Linked DNA regions of Mus musculus: regions 1, 2 and 3 are each linked to region 4. A link is a contact called in public Hi-C and promoter capture Hi-C data. All regions are on one chromosome and are shown on one strand. Each heading gives the region's core, a stretch centred on a gene start, on an enhancer-like site or on the middle of the called end of the contact. The rest is flanking DNA. Distances are from core to core; before and after follow the strand shown. Region 1 holds the start of Cdk17 (cyclin-dependent kinase 17). Region 2 holds the start of Nedd1 (neural precursor cell expressed, developmentally down-regulated gene 1). Region 3 overlaps Cfap54 (cilia and flagella associated protein 54). Region 4 has its middle 50 kb from the start of 4930534H03Rik.

Region 1 (3,279 bases), core at 575-3,074, 1.9 Mb before region 4:
TCATATTGTTTTCTTTTGTTTAAACCCGCTGTTTATGGAATTATGCAGATGTTAAAAGAACAAAAAAAAAAAACTGAAATGACTTCATTAACCAGGTGACACCACATTTAATACATAAGCCAATTCCTGGTGTTCACAAGAGAACAAAATAAAACCAATTAACATTCCCACTAGCAATTTTTTTTTCCTCCTTAAATTTAGTTTACACATGTTTCTTGATTCAAAGGTTTAGGTCAATTCAACTGATCAGAGGTCGTCTTCTGTTCCGTGGTTAACAACGTCAATTTCCAAGTCACTCAAATCCATTACTTTGATAGTCTTGCACAAATGCAGTTAAAAAGAAACCCAACAAAGGATTAGGAAAAAACAAACAGCAAAGTTGGGAGGCAAGAGCTGTCTCCCTTAGTCAAGCATTGCCTGTGACGTGACAGAAGCTCTGCTACCAGAAATACACTTTGCTGGCCCAAGGAATGGCCAAGACGCAAAACAAAATTTGTGACTTGTGTCTAGAGAATCAATTTGGCTCAGGAGGCGATAAAACAGGGCCACTGATGCGTCGTCTTCGATGGCCACATTAACATAAGGGAAAGGCGCCACGGATTTCAGCTAAAGGCTTTTGCCATTTTTGAAGAAGAAAAGCTAATTGTTAATGGCCATGTGACACAGAAGATCCCAGAAAGGAAAGGGTGGGAGGAAAAAAAAAAAAAAGAGAAGAGTTCAAGGCAGTTCAGGGTCAGACCAAGTCAGGCATCCTGTCATTAGCAAACGTTCCCCTAGCTGAAGGCAAAATACCGCTTACCCCAGAAGGAGTGGGTGAAAAGTAGGGGAGAGAATGAGTGGGGAACCACAGGGGACGGCGAGGTGGCAGCGTGGGGGTGATGTGGGGAAGAAAACTGGGGCCACCCAGCTGAGATGGGGAGCAGAAGCAACCGGACAAAAACACCGAGAAAAGCAACTGCGGCTAAGACAACGGTGGAACACACACACACACAACCCCCTCTTCCCGGGTTCTCTGGGTTTCCCACAGTCCCTCCGCCTCCGGTTGGAGCGACACTCAGGGGTGTGACCCGCCAGCAAGAGGGCTGCCCGGAGCTTTGTGTCGACCCGCTCCCCCACGAGAGGGCTCCTCCCCCGCGGAGCTGCCCACCCACCCGCGCGCAGCCTCCCGCGTCTCCAAGGAGCCCGCAGCGCCGCGTCCTCGCCCACTCCCGCCGCCCCGCGCCCGCGCCTCCACCCCGGCCCCGGGGACCTTTGTGTCTCGGGGGGACTTTCCGCCTCTTCCCCTCCCGGCGCCCCACGGGGCCAGCAGCCTCCCCAGGAAGCCTCGATCGGCTGCGAACTCTCAGCGGCGGCGCATGGAGCCCCTCCCCCCAGGTCCCCCAACCAGCTCCGCACTCCCGCAGCCCACGCCGCGCGTGGACATGCGACCGACAAGATCCCCACTCGAGCCGCCCGCTGACAGGCGTCACGATCCCTGCCCAGCCCCGCTGCCAACTCACCAGCAAGTGCGGGGACCGCGGGCTCCGGACCGGCGGGCGCGCAGAGCGAGCGAGCGGATGCAGGTCCGGTGGTGGCGGACGCGCCGAGGCGCCTCAGGCTCAGGCCTCCCCCCACCCCCCAACCTCGCGCCTTCCGCTCCGCGAGGGCCGCCGGCCGCCTCACGCGTGGCAGAGCCCCCCGCTCAACATGGCTCCCGGGCCGCGGAGCCTCGCGGACGGCCCAGTACTCCCGGCCACCGAGCCGGGGCGGAGCGAGGCGGCGGGGCGCGGGCTGCCGGACTGCCGGGCGCTGGGTAGACCGCAGCCGCCGCTCTCGTTCGTCTGAGTGCGCGTTGCTTTCTCTCGCTCGGAGGCTGCGGCTTGACGCCTCCGCCTGTTCCCCGGAGCGAGCGAGAGCGGGGGTTAGAAAAAAAAAAAGAAAAGAAAAAAGGAAAAAAAAAAAAAAAAGACTTTTATTGAAACGATCCAACCAGCGGCGGCGGAGAAAAGCGACCGGCTGCGGGAGCTTCCCCACCCCCGCCTGCACGGCTCGCCTGGGGCAGCGCGACCCCTGCCGGCGGTGGCGGCGACGGCGGCATGCGGGGCGGAGCCTTGCCTGGGGGTGGGGCTTATGACTGGGGCGTGGTCTGGGCGGGGCTGGGGGGTATTCCCAGGAAACTTCAAGCGTGGCTTCAAACGCGGCTGGAGAGCAAGGGAGACCCTGTCCGTGGACAGAACGCTGAACAGTGTCTGACCATCGCGATTGGTGAGGAACCGATCGCCACAAATCAGCCCCTCACTGTCCCCTCGCAACAATAAAACTCTGCTTGAAGTATTCCAGGCGCTACTGTACACAGGATGCCTGCCTCAGTACAGTGCTTCAGATGACCCACAAAGAAATACCTCGGTCGATTGCTGCAATTTTCTTCTGTTCTGTGACTGGATATGCGTGGCCAGTGCAGTAATCACCCACGCACAAAGCTTTGATTTCAACCACAGTGTTTTTAAATGTTATTACACTGTTGGCTCTAGGCTGGGGGGGGAGGGTGGAGGGGGGAACTAAAATGGTTACAATAAAACTGTGTTGTGAAAGAGTCAATGCTAAGTTATAGGACCCAGAAAGAGATACTGTTGCAGTGAGTTAGATTCTGTTGCTTGAAGGAGGCAGGCCAAAGAGGTTGGCCCAGTTTCTGTAAATCTTTTTACTTTCTTCTTCCCCAGTTAGGAACAACTGAATGTGTAGACAAACTAAAGTGATCCTGGCCCATTTCTTTCCACAAGTAGGGATAGAAGCTTAAAGTAAAAGCAGACTTAAGTGGCAGAGGAAAATACTGAGAGAACTGAAAGAAGACAGTAGGGTCCGGATGTGGACACCCTAACCAAGAAAAGGTTAACGGTATAAAAGGCCAGTAGGGTGAAGGTTGGGGTTTTTTGTTGTTGTTGTTGTTATGTTTTGTTTTTCTGTTCTTATCACCAGGAAGTGCACGATATATTTTAAATCTCATTATCTACTAAGGACTTCTGAATCGTATCTTTTCTGATTGATGCGCCTTTCCTTGAAGATACTTCCTGCCCTTCTGTCTAGAACTTTGTCGGACACAGCTGGATGTGTTTTCTACAGCTCATAAGGTTCATATATATCAACCGGAGTTCTCCTGTGTCTCCAAAATTACCAGAACTATAGGTTAACAATAATTATCCTCTACAAAGACTTCAACACTTGTTTACCCTATAAAAATGTCCATATTTATACTTCCCTTCAAGAATGAGTGTGTACTTTTGAACAGCAGTTAATGATTTT
Region 2 (3,090 bases), core at 14-2,513, 1.5 Mb before region 4:
GTGGGGATTGGCACTTCTTAGGTTTCCAGTTGTTTTTGATATGGGTTCAGATAACTGGGACATTATGTATCCAGTTGAGAAACACATCCGGTGTGCACCTGGGACAAAGGAGCAACACTTTCCATAGGAACATGCTATCAGTGATGGAAGTAAGAACTCTCAACAGAGCAATCTTTTAGCAGGAATGTTGGGAAAACTCAGTTCATTGGCCCCTTTCTACCATGAAATACATTTCCTTCAAAAACAAAAAAACCAAAAAACCACTGAGTTGGTGTTCATGTACCTGAACAGCAGCATGTGAAGCTGCGGATGTGAAGATGGCTAGCTCAGAGGCTGAAGTCACTACTGGGTTTGTTCTCAGGGTTAGGGTTCGTTTTGGGTTAGATGTTCCTCTCCTCTGCTTTCCTCCTTTTCCCTCCCACCCCTTCCTTTCTCTTCCCCTCCTTTCCTTCTCCCACTCCTGCCACAATTTCCTCTCCATTCCCTCCCCTCTTTGAAACTGAGTTTCTTTGTATAACCGTCCTGGAACTCGTTCAGTAGACCAGGATGGATTTGAACTCACAGAGATCCCATTGCCTTTGCCTCCTGAGTGCTAGGATTAAAGGCTTGTACCACCACACCCCTTTGAAGTTAGATGTTTAACCTGCAGCTTTTCTTGGCTTCCTCTCAAGTAATCCTCTCCTAAACCAACCATGTTAATTGCCTTTATTATGAGCGTTCTTCTTTGTGATAACTGTGACACCTTTTTTTGTGGGAACTGAGAGTTGCCCGTGAATTCCCCATCTTTTATTCTTCTGTTTTGTTTTGTTCAAGACAGAGGTTCTCTGTGTAGTCCCTGGCTGTCCCGGAACTCACTCTGTAGACCAGGCTGGCTTAGAACTCAGCAGTCTGCCTGCTTCTGCCTCCCTAGTGCTGGGATTAAAGGTGTGCACCGCCACTGCCTGGCATTTTATTCTTGCCTTCCCTTTCCCTACAGAAGTGTTAATATTAACTTCCTAACTAGACTGTAATCTCCAGCAGGCTAGGGAACCTGCGTGTTGACTGACCTCTTGTCCCTTCAAGCTAAACACAGTAAGTGCACACCCACAGCCTAACTCAGCGCCTGGCACACAGTAGCCAGCAAACAAATGAGTGATAAAGGAGCAGTAGCTACAGGCTAGGATATCTTCCTCTGCACCGCCCCAGGGTGGGAGGCCACCCAGCACCCCCGCGGGCTGAGCGCTCGGGGCACCGCCTTTCCCGTGACGTCATGCGAGGCGGGACTTCCGGCCGCCCAAGTTTAACAGTCCAGGCGGGAGCCGGAAGCGCAGCGAGGAACGGGTGGAGCTGGGCCTCCCCTGTGGCCCCACGCTTGAGAGGTGAGGTTCCGCCTGACAGGGAGGCTCTGTGAGCGCGGTGGCCTTGGGCCGGGGACCCCCGAGGTCAGCCTCTTCGGTCCTGCGTTGGGCGGCAGCGGGCGCGCGCGCGCGCTGGAAAGTGGCCGGGGACCGGGCAGGACAGGACAGGACAGGACCGGGTCGCGGGCCCCGGATTTAAGGGCCAAGCTGCCCCGAGCGGCTCGTCCACCCCGACTCCCGGGTCTGGCTCGCCCGTAGCTGCTGAGCGCAGGCGCCCTGGGCTAGGGGTGCAACTCCCGAGAACTCTTCTTGAGCAGAGAGTGCAGTTGGTCGCTGTCGCTCTTCTTTCCCGGGATCCTCTCCCGGGGACTGATGTCAGAGCCCAGAAGCCAAGCGAAGGGACTGTGAGAGGTCTCCGTGAAGTCAGCCTCACTGAAGCTGTGTGGGTCGCTTAACTCTTCTGAAGAGCCTTGATCCACTCATTGCACCACACTGCACAGTAGGCTCCTTGTGTGGGGTTAGGGTAGCAGCAGCTTGCAGCTGTTTACTGTTCTTCAGAGTTCAACTTTTCTACCCTGTGTTTTTCCATGGGCCGGGGAACAAGGGGCATTGAGTAAGTGTTTTAGTCACCAAATAGAAACATTGTCTACAATTCAACAGGTGACTCTGCAAGTTTTTAGCCTCACCTACTAGGGGTCCCTTCTAACTCAGAACCACCCCACACACTACTGTATCCAAAAATATGCACAACAAATAACTGTTTTAATCCTTTCCATAAACTTTATTTATTTATTTATTTTTCCTCTTGAGACTCAATGATTTCTGCCTTATGCTTTTTAGTTTGTCCTCTGGAACCCAGATATGTATGATGCTTTTGTTGATGATGTGGGGGCGTGTCTTTGACCACTGTTGGCCTTTAACCTTGGTTAAATTCAGCCCCCTATGTCACCAGATGGAATCAATTCAGTGTGTTGTAGCTGCCGTAGCATCCCTTAAAAAAAAAAAAAAAAAAAAAAAGTAGGGCGTGGTGGCGCACACCTTTAATCCCAGCACTCGGGAGGCAGAGGCAGGCGGATTTCTGAGTTCAAGGCCAGCCTGGTCTACAGAGTGAGTTCCAGGACAGGCAGGACTATACAGAGAAATCCTGTCTCAAAAAACCAAAAAAAAAAAAAAAAAAGTAACCACTTTTTATTAGACTTCAAGTATCAATGAAACTGTGTTGACCTATAAAAAGAAACATATTTTGTGTGGCTACCATGGATTAAACACACACACACACACACACACACACACAGGAACACTATGGATTAAACACACACACACACACACACACACACACACACACACACACACACACAGGAATTAAAAACTAGCATCTGCTTGTGCCTTAGTTTTCTCCATTGATTTTATTTCTATCTAAACAAATATCGGTTGCAACCCACTTCATTCAAACTCATTGTTAATATATCTAATGTCTTCAGACAGGCAATAGGATAAATTGAATTACCAAGTTTGTTAATTGGATAGTAGTATAGTACTCTTTTTTGTTGCTGTTTTTGTTTGTTTGTTTTGTTTCTGAGATAGGGGTTTTCTGTGTAGCCCTGGCTGTCTGGAACTAGCTCCACAGACTAGGCTGGCCTCAAACTCACAGATCCACCTGCCTCTGCCTGGGATTAAAGGCGTGCACCACCACCACTGCCGGCCCTGTAATAATAGTACCATGGTACCACCCATACTGAGTGTGAGAGCATAT
Region 3 (3,058 bases), core at 239-2,738, 1.7 Mb before region 4:
AGGTCATTCCATGATGTATATACTCACCAAAACATCACATTCTCTGTTATACATACATACATACATACATACATTCATACACACTACATACATACATACATATATTCAATTACTATTTGTCAGCTTAAAATAACTCTAAAATTTCATTGTTCCCCTCAGACAGTAACTCTTTGTGATGAAATGAGGAATTTCTTTTGATAGTTGAGGAAACAGATGCATAGAATCCCACTGTATTCCAGGCAGGACATTTTAGGCAGCATCAGCAACATCCCTAAGCTTCCTTAGGTAGCAGACCGTAAGTCTGGCTCTTGGACCAGTGCATCTCTGTTTCTTGTAACTCTGTCCTCATTCCAGGAGCTCTGAGCCCACTCTTTAAGAGCAGCATCACTATGGAGCCCCCCCCTGCCCCTGTCCCCTGTCTGCTCCCTGTCTCCTCCAGGTTCCATCTCTTCCCCTCTACTGGACATACTTCATTCTCTTGGGCTCTACGCAGCTGTTGTGTCAGCAGGTCTTCCTGGTGGGATGCAGCAGAGTCTGAGGATGGAAGATGCATGCGTTGTCACAGTCTTCATCATGACAGTAGGGAGAGAGCTGTTGCTCACACAGTTTCCCATCTCACACATGAGTTCATCGGAACCCATTGCTGTATGAATGTCTCCTTTTGCCCACGAGTTTTCAATTTGAAGGACAAAATTATGGGCGATTCAGTCAGCATTAACTGTCCACTTGACAGAGCCTAGAATTACCTAAAAAAAAAGGAGACTCTTCTCCAGCAACTGTCTTTATCAGGTTGGTCTGTAGATGTGTTTGCAGGAGTTTGTTTTGGTTGTCTTAACTGATGCAGGAGGGGCCAGGCTGCAGGCGATTGGTGCCGTTTCCTGGGCAGGTGATCCTGGGCTGTATAACAGGAAGTTAGTTAAGGAGGTGCCAACAAGCAGTGCTCCTCCATGGTTTCTGGTTTGGGTTCTGTCTACATTTCCTGCTCTGACTTCCCTCAAGAGGGACGGTGGGACCTGGAGATGTAAACTAAAATAAACCCTTTCCTCCCCAAAGTTGCTTTTTATCAGAGTGTTTTTATCACAGCAATAAGAAAGGATGCTCAAGCAATAGGTAAAAAAAAATAAGTATATTCTCTTAGGAGTTTCAGATCCTTTCTATTCTCTTTGCCTATCTATTGATGAGCTAATGTCTATTTTTTCCCCATATGTTTTCTTTTTCTTTTTTTAAAATATTTTTTATTAGGTATTTTCCTCATTTACATTTCCAATGCTATCCCAAAAGTCCCCCATACCCTCCCCCCCCACTCCCCTACCCACTCACTCCCACTTTTTGGCCCTGGCGTTCCCCTGTACTGGGGCATATAAAGTTTGCATGTCCAACGGGCCTCTCTTGTGCTAAATGTAAGATCATCGCTCCTTCCTGTGAAACATCCTTTTTCACTCGTCTAGATCGTCACCACGGTGGTGACTGAGCGTAGATAATTTTACTTTTGGTTTCAGCTAAGATCCTGATTGTATACCAGGGAGCCAGCCTGGCTCAGGTAAGGCAGGCATGAGCTGTGGAAGGCTGCGCTCCAGGCAAGGCTACACTTTGTGTCTTTGATTCTCCCTGCACATACATTTTGCTCGACTCTCTGAAGATTGACTTTCTCTGTTTTTGAGAGAAGAATGGCAACTCCTTAATTCTAACCACCCAGGCGGCCAGCAGGCACTTACATTTGAATCCAAATTCCCAAGAAAGGATCTGATTGGTTTATTCAATTTAGGAGAGTCTGATTTTTGTCTCTCAGTATAGATTGTTATAAATCCACTCTCATTCTTTCCTGTGGTACCACATCTGGGCAGCCTAAGTAGAAGTTCTGTGAGCTCACCTCTTTTTCTTTTTCTTTTTCTTTTTCTTTTTCTTTTTCTTTTTCTTTTTCTTTTTCTTTTTCTTTTTCTTTTTCTTTCTCTTTCTCTTTCTCTTTCTTTTTCTTTTTCTTTTTCTTTTTCTTTTGGTAACAGCAGAAAATTTCAATGTCTCAGCCAGCATGGACCTTTTCTAGACTGATTGTCTGACTCTGGAACCATCTAGTCTGCTTCTGTTTCCACTAAGCTAGTCCATACCTGATAATATCCCCCCTCCCTTCCCTAGGAGTTTCTTGCCTAAGTGATACAAATTTTAACCAGATTCTTCTTCTAAATAGTGGGCCATCAGCCTTGACATCAGAACTAAACTATGCGTGAAGTCCATCTTGCTTTAGAAATATCCAACTTGAGTCAGGTACTCACCCTGGCAATACACAATGCTGTATCACATAGCTAAATTGGTCAGCATCCTCCTACAGCAGGGCGTGGACATTACTAGAAAAGGATTTTTAGATTGAGTAAACAAAACTTTAAATAATTAGTCTGCCCCATGTACTCCAAGTGAGGGATCCTAAAATCCTAGTATGTAGAAATGTAAGTTGGTACGATGGGTCCCACCATCAGAATGCATGATTCACCAGGATCCAAGGATTTTGCCTTTATCTCTCTCTCTCTCTTCATTTATTTTTACTCTACATCTCAATTGCCACCCCTCATCTCCCCTCACAAAGCCCCTCCCCCATACCTTCTCCTATTCTCTTCTGAGAAGGGGGAGGACCCCCTGGGTACCAACCCACCCTGGCACCTCAAGTCACTGCAGGACTAGACAATATCCTCTCCCACTGAGGCCAGACAAGACAGCCCAGTTAGGGGAACAGGATCCTCATGCAGGCAGTAGAATCTGCTCCAGTTGTTGGGGGACCCAAATAAAGACCAAGCTGCACATCTGCTCTTATATATGTGTGGGGGTCTTAGGTCCAGCCCATGTATGCTCTTTGGTTGGTGGTTCAGTCTCTAGGAGGGCCCAAGGGTCCAGCTTAGTTGACTCTGTTTGTCATCTTGTGGAGTCTCTAACCCCTCTAGGTCTCCCAGTCCTTCCCACAACTCTTCCACAAGACTCCCCAAGATCTGTCTACTGTTTGGCTATGGGTTTCTGCATCTGTTTCAGTCAGCTGGTGACTGGAGCCTCTTAGAGGACAGTTGTGATAGGC
Region 4 (3,290 bases), core at 625-3,124:
ATACATATATGTATGTGTGCATCTATGTACCTTGGATCTTTGATTGCATCATGGAGCAGCTAAGCAATGCCAGCAGCCCCTCACCTCAAGATTTCCTCTTAAGCAAGAAAAGTCAGCCGCAGTGGTTTAAGCCGGCGTAGGGAGGCTCTGGAAGGCATTCTGAGCTGACATGTCACAATTTCACTGAATTCTCCAAACATGTGAATCTCTATTTCACACACTGGAATGTGAATAAGTTCTCCACAGTCACAGAGCTAGCGGCTAATGCCAGAATTCCCGGCCAGGAACCATTTCAAACCTCAAAGAATTTTCTTCCAGGACCTTCACAGTGTAGCTCCTGACCCAGTAGGGGCATGAATATTCTCTGGGAGCCTGTTAGAGACGCAGAGTCTCTGGCCCTCCTCAGACAGATAGGCTCAGGTTGTACAATAATTTAACAAGACCTATGGTGCTGCCTGTATGTCTCTAGAAGAAAGAATAAGGAACAACCGTTGAAACCTACAGGAAGCAAATTCAACTCAACGAGAATGAGAAATTTGTAAGTGATTCCCCTTTGACGTTCCTTGGGAAGGAAAGAGCCTGGTGGAAAGCAATGAGTGCCCAACAAGGGTCTGTCCTGCACCGACAAATACCCCCGCCCCATCCCGGACTGCTGACGATGCTGTGGGGAAGAACCTTGAGATCTTTCTGCTATTGTGATTTTTCCCATTGGCCTTTCCTGAACCTGAGATTTCACTATGAAAAACATCCCTAGATGTCATTAACGCTGAAACTAGCAAATGAATGACTTTCCGGAGGAACATGCCCTGCATTGCAAGTACAGGTTTTCAGGGTGACTTCAGCAGACAGAGAAAAGTCAGAGATCCTGGGAGGTGTGAAGACGAAGGTCATGATTCTGGGCTCCCTAATGGCCCAGCCGTCTTGAAGCAGAGGAAATGAATCGAGGCTGGGCAGCTGAACCAAGGCAGCAGGCGGTGGGAAAGGGAACCTCAGGTGGCCTGGGGAAGCAAATTCTCACTATTGCCTGCTGATAACCACCTGCCGCTGGGTTTGAGGCTTCCCTCGGCTTTCTCTGTGGCGTCCCTGTCACTGACTGAGCCCCAGGCAAAAGCTGTGAACTCCACACAGACTTTGGAAGCATACACATGTAACCACATTCTCACCCTTTTGAATTTAATTCCACAGTATAATTAAGCACATACACGGCACACGCATGGCTATAATACCAGCTGTCTGTTCAATTTGGAAGTGTGTATTAAACAAATCCAAGCAAGGAGCAACAATCTCGGAGCCTTAGGCCTGGGGGAGGCGCCACACAACCAGCCCCACAAATAAGCATTTTCTGTGACACACTGCCACCAAGTGGCCAGATGCGGGAATGACAGCACAGTGAAGCACTAACGGGACAAGTCAGTTTCTTGGCTGTCCTTGGACCCCTGGCACCTGACAAACGCTCAAAAATTGTTTTTTGAACCAAATTTAATTTAACTGAGTTGGAATTAAGTGAAGTGAATTGATTAAGCATAAAATTAACAGATGTGTGTTGGAACAGTTATTAAGGTTTGTTTGGTAAGCCTTCACAATGTGCTAGCATCATGATCGTCACAGAATGGATAAGTATGGGAGGGGAGGCGGGAGGGAAGGGGGGTTGGAGGAAGGGAGATGAGGATAAAGGGAGGAAGAGAAAAAAAGATAAGTACTGTCACACCGACATGAACTAACATAAACCTATGGTCTTCTTTTCCTTTTTGTTTGTTTGGTTGGTTGGTTGGTTTGTTGTTGTTTTGTTTTGTTTTTGAGACCAGAGCCACCCAGGTGATAGGATCTAAAGGCAGGCACCACTACAGCCCAGCTGTCATGTAACCTCAGGCTGTGGGGCCCCGGAGAGAACAACAGGCACAAGCTCTCCACATCCTTATTTGATTTCAGTCTGAACCTCCCTTTGTTCTGCATTTTTGTGACCTGCCTGGCTTCTTCCTGGTTTTATACAACTTCAGAACATGCCACATGATGTGGAATAAATGCATGATGGTGTGAAATATACTTTACAGTTGACAAACAAATCCATTTTGGATTAACATGAAACGGGGCTGTCATTTTACCGACAGGGAAAGGGAGCCTGAGATGTCAGAGACCTCCCCATATCTCACGTAAAGCCCGTAGGTCTCCTCTCTAGGTCCTGCGGACTTCCTGCCTGCAGGTGGCGCACGGGGGAGCCTCCCTCACCAGGCTCGCTCACCGAAAAAATAGCAGTGGGGCCTCTGCCTTTTACACCAAGTGCCAAGAGGATCCTGCCTGGGGCCTCCAGATGTGGGCGGGGTCTCCTGCTTGCACCAGGTCCCTCCTAGGCACACACACACACACACACACACACACACACACACACACGCTCGCCCACTCTCCCCCACCCCCACGCTTGGCCTTGGCTGTCTCCTCTTCCTGCTAGCTCACAGCACTTCCACCACAGGCCTTCAACCCCATCCGAAGCTATTAAGACCCTTGTCCCTGCATGGTCACCTTGAAAACTACTTACCAGAGAGAAATTTATAGTCTTTTGGTTTTTCAAGGCAGGGTTCCTCAGTGCAGCTCAGCCCTGGCTGCCTTGGAACTCACTCTGTAGACCAAGCTGACCTCAAACTTCGCCTGCCTCTGCCTCTCAAGTGCTAGGACTAAAAGCTGGTGCCACCACCGCCAAGAAATTGATAGTCTTTAAAAAAAAAAAAAAAAAAAAAAAAGTAGCAATTTGGGAGATAGGAAAAACAGTGAGAAATTCTTGTGAAAAATATTTAAATAAGCTCTTCATTTACCATGCTAAGTCCAAAACTAGAAGTAATTGCGATGATGATGGTGTGTGTGTGTGCGTGTGCGTGTGCGTGTGTGTGTGTGTGTGTGTGTGTGTGTGTGTGTGTGTATTCAGATTTTTATATTCGTCTTTTTAGGATTTTTTATTATTTTTAAAATTGTGTGTGTGGGTAGGTGTATGCATGTAAGCGTGCCCACAGAGGCCAGAGGAGTCAGTTTTCCTAGGAGCAGGAGTTACAGATGGCTGTGAACTACCCAAGGTAAGTGCTGGGAATCAAACTCAGGTCCTTGGGAAGAATAATACATATTCTTAACCACTAAGTCATCTCTCCAGCCCTCATCTTGTTTTTGAAAACAATTTGAAATGTCTACCATGCTAACCCTAAAGAGGTCAGGGCTAACCCCCACTGGCCCCTGAGGCAGGAGAAGAAATCTCTCCCCTGGCTGCTTCTCTTGCCTCTTGTACACCTGCCTGACCACTCACTACA

Evidence for each region. Promoter capture Hi-C pulls out the DNA fragments that hold promoters and counts their contacts. Hi-C and Micro-C count contacts between places; a contact is called where the count stands out from the background.
Region 1: a contact with region 4 is called in a promoter capture Hi-C map of liver, with 3 times the contacts expected there. The contact joins the promoter of Cdk17 here to the enhancer-like site in region 4. A contact is called at or near these places in 6 of 39 promoter capture datasets (cranial neural crest, frontonasal cranial neural crest, hippocampal neurons and 3 more) and 8 of 115 datasets of contacts at active chromatin or transcription factors (astrocytes, embryonic hindbrain, embryonic limb bud and 5 more).
Region 2: a promoter capture Hi-C map of liver shows a contact between it and region 4, with 5 times the contacts expected there. The contact joins the promoter of Nedd1 here to the enhancer-like site in region 4. A contact is called at or near these places in 9 of 39 promoter capture datasets (the HPC-7 cell line, cranial neural crest, embryonic stem cells and 6 more), 2 of 484 Hi-C or Micro-C datasets (CD4 T cells and double positive thymocytes), 5 of 115 datasets of contacts at active chromatin or transcription factors (embryonic forebrain, embryonic stem cells, large pre-B cells and 2 more) and 3 of 9 other capture datasets (adipose tissue, embryonic stem cells and liver).
Region 3: a contact with region 4 is called in a Hi-C map of CD8 T cells, with 3 times the contacts expected there. The contact joins two enhancer-like sites. A contact is called at or near these places in 2 of 39 promoter capture datasets (embryonic stem cells and hippocampal neurons), 5 of 15 datasets of contacts at CTCF or cohesin (CD8 T cells, embryonic stem cells, large pre-B cells and 2 more), 110 of 484 Hi-C or Micro-C datasets (the AML12 cell line, the AtT-20 cell line, B cells and 73 more), 9 of 115 datasets of contacts at active chromatin or transcription factors (PVALB interneurons, T-cell acute lymphoblastic leukemia, astrocytes and 6 more) and 1 of 9 other capture datasets (embryonic stem cells).

The regions. Positions count from the first base shown.
Region 1 is chr10:93,159,421-93,162,699 of GRCm38.p6, reverse strand. It overlaps Cdk17 (cyclin-dependent kinase 17), which reads right to left and starts at 1,824. Exons shown (of 17, transcript NM_146239.2): 1 at 1,500-1,824.
Region 2 is chr10:92,720,591-92,723,680 of GRCm38.p6, reverse strand. Nedd1 (neural precursor cell expressed, developmentally down-regulated gene 1) reads left to right here and starts at 1,263. Exons shown (of 15, transcript NM_008682.2): 1 at 1,263-1,358.
Region 3 is chr10:93,005,026-93,008,083 of GRCm38.p6, reverse strand. All of the region lies in intron 22 of Cfap54 (cilia and flagella associated protein 54), which reads left to right. Among named protein-coding and RNA genes, the nearest start is that of Gm40739, 68 kb to the left of the region's middle. Within about 2 kb of position 1,488, at least 10 of the 459 cell types and tissues checked have an H3K27ac peak or open chromatin away from gene starts, as enhancers often do. A contact at or near this core is called in CD8 T cells, Th1 cells, Th2 cells and 1 more, where this site is marked.
Region 4 is chr10:91,269,420-91,272,709 of GRCm38.p6, reverse strand. No RefSeq gene overlaps it. Among named protein-coding and RNA genes, the nearest start is that of 4930534H03Rik, 50 kb to the right of the region's middle. Within about 2 kb of position 1,874, at least 110 of the 459 cell types and tissues checked have an H3K27ac peak or open chromatin away from gene starts, as enhancers often do. A contact at or near this core is called in CD8 T cells, Th1 cells, Th2 cells and 6 more, where this site is marked.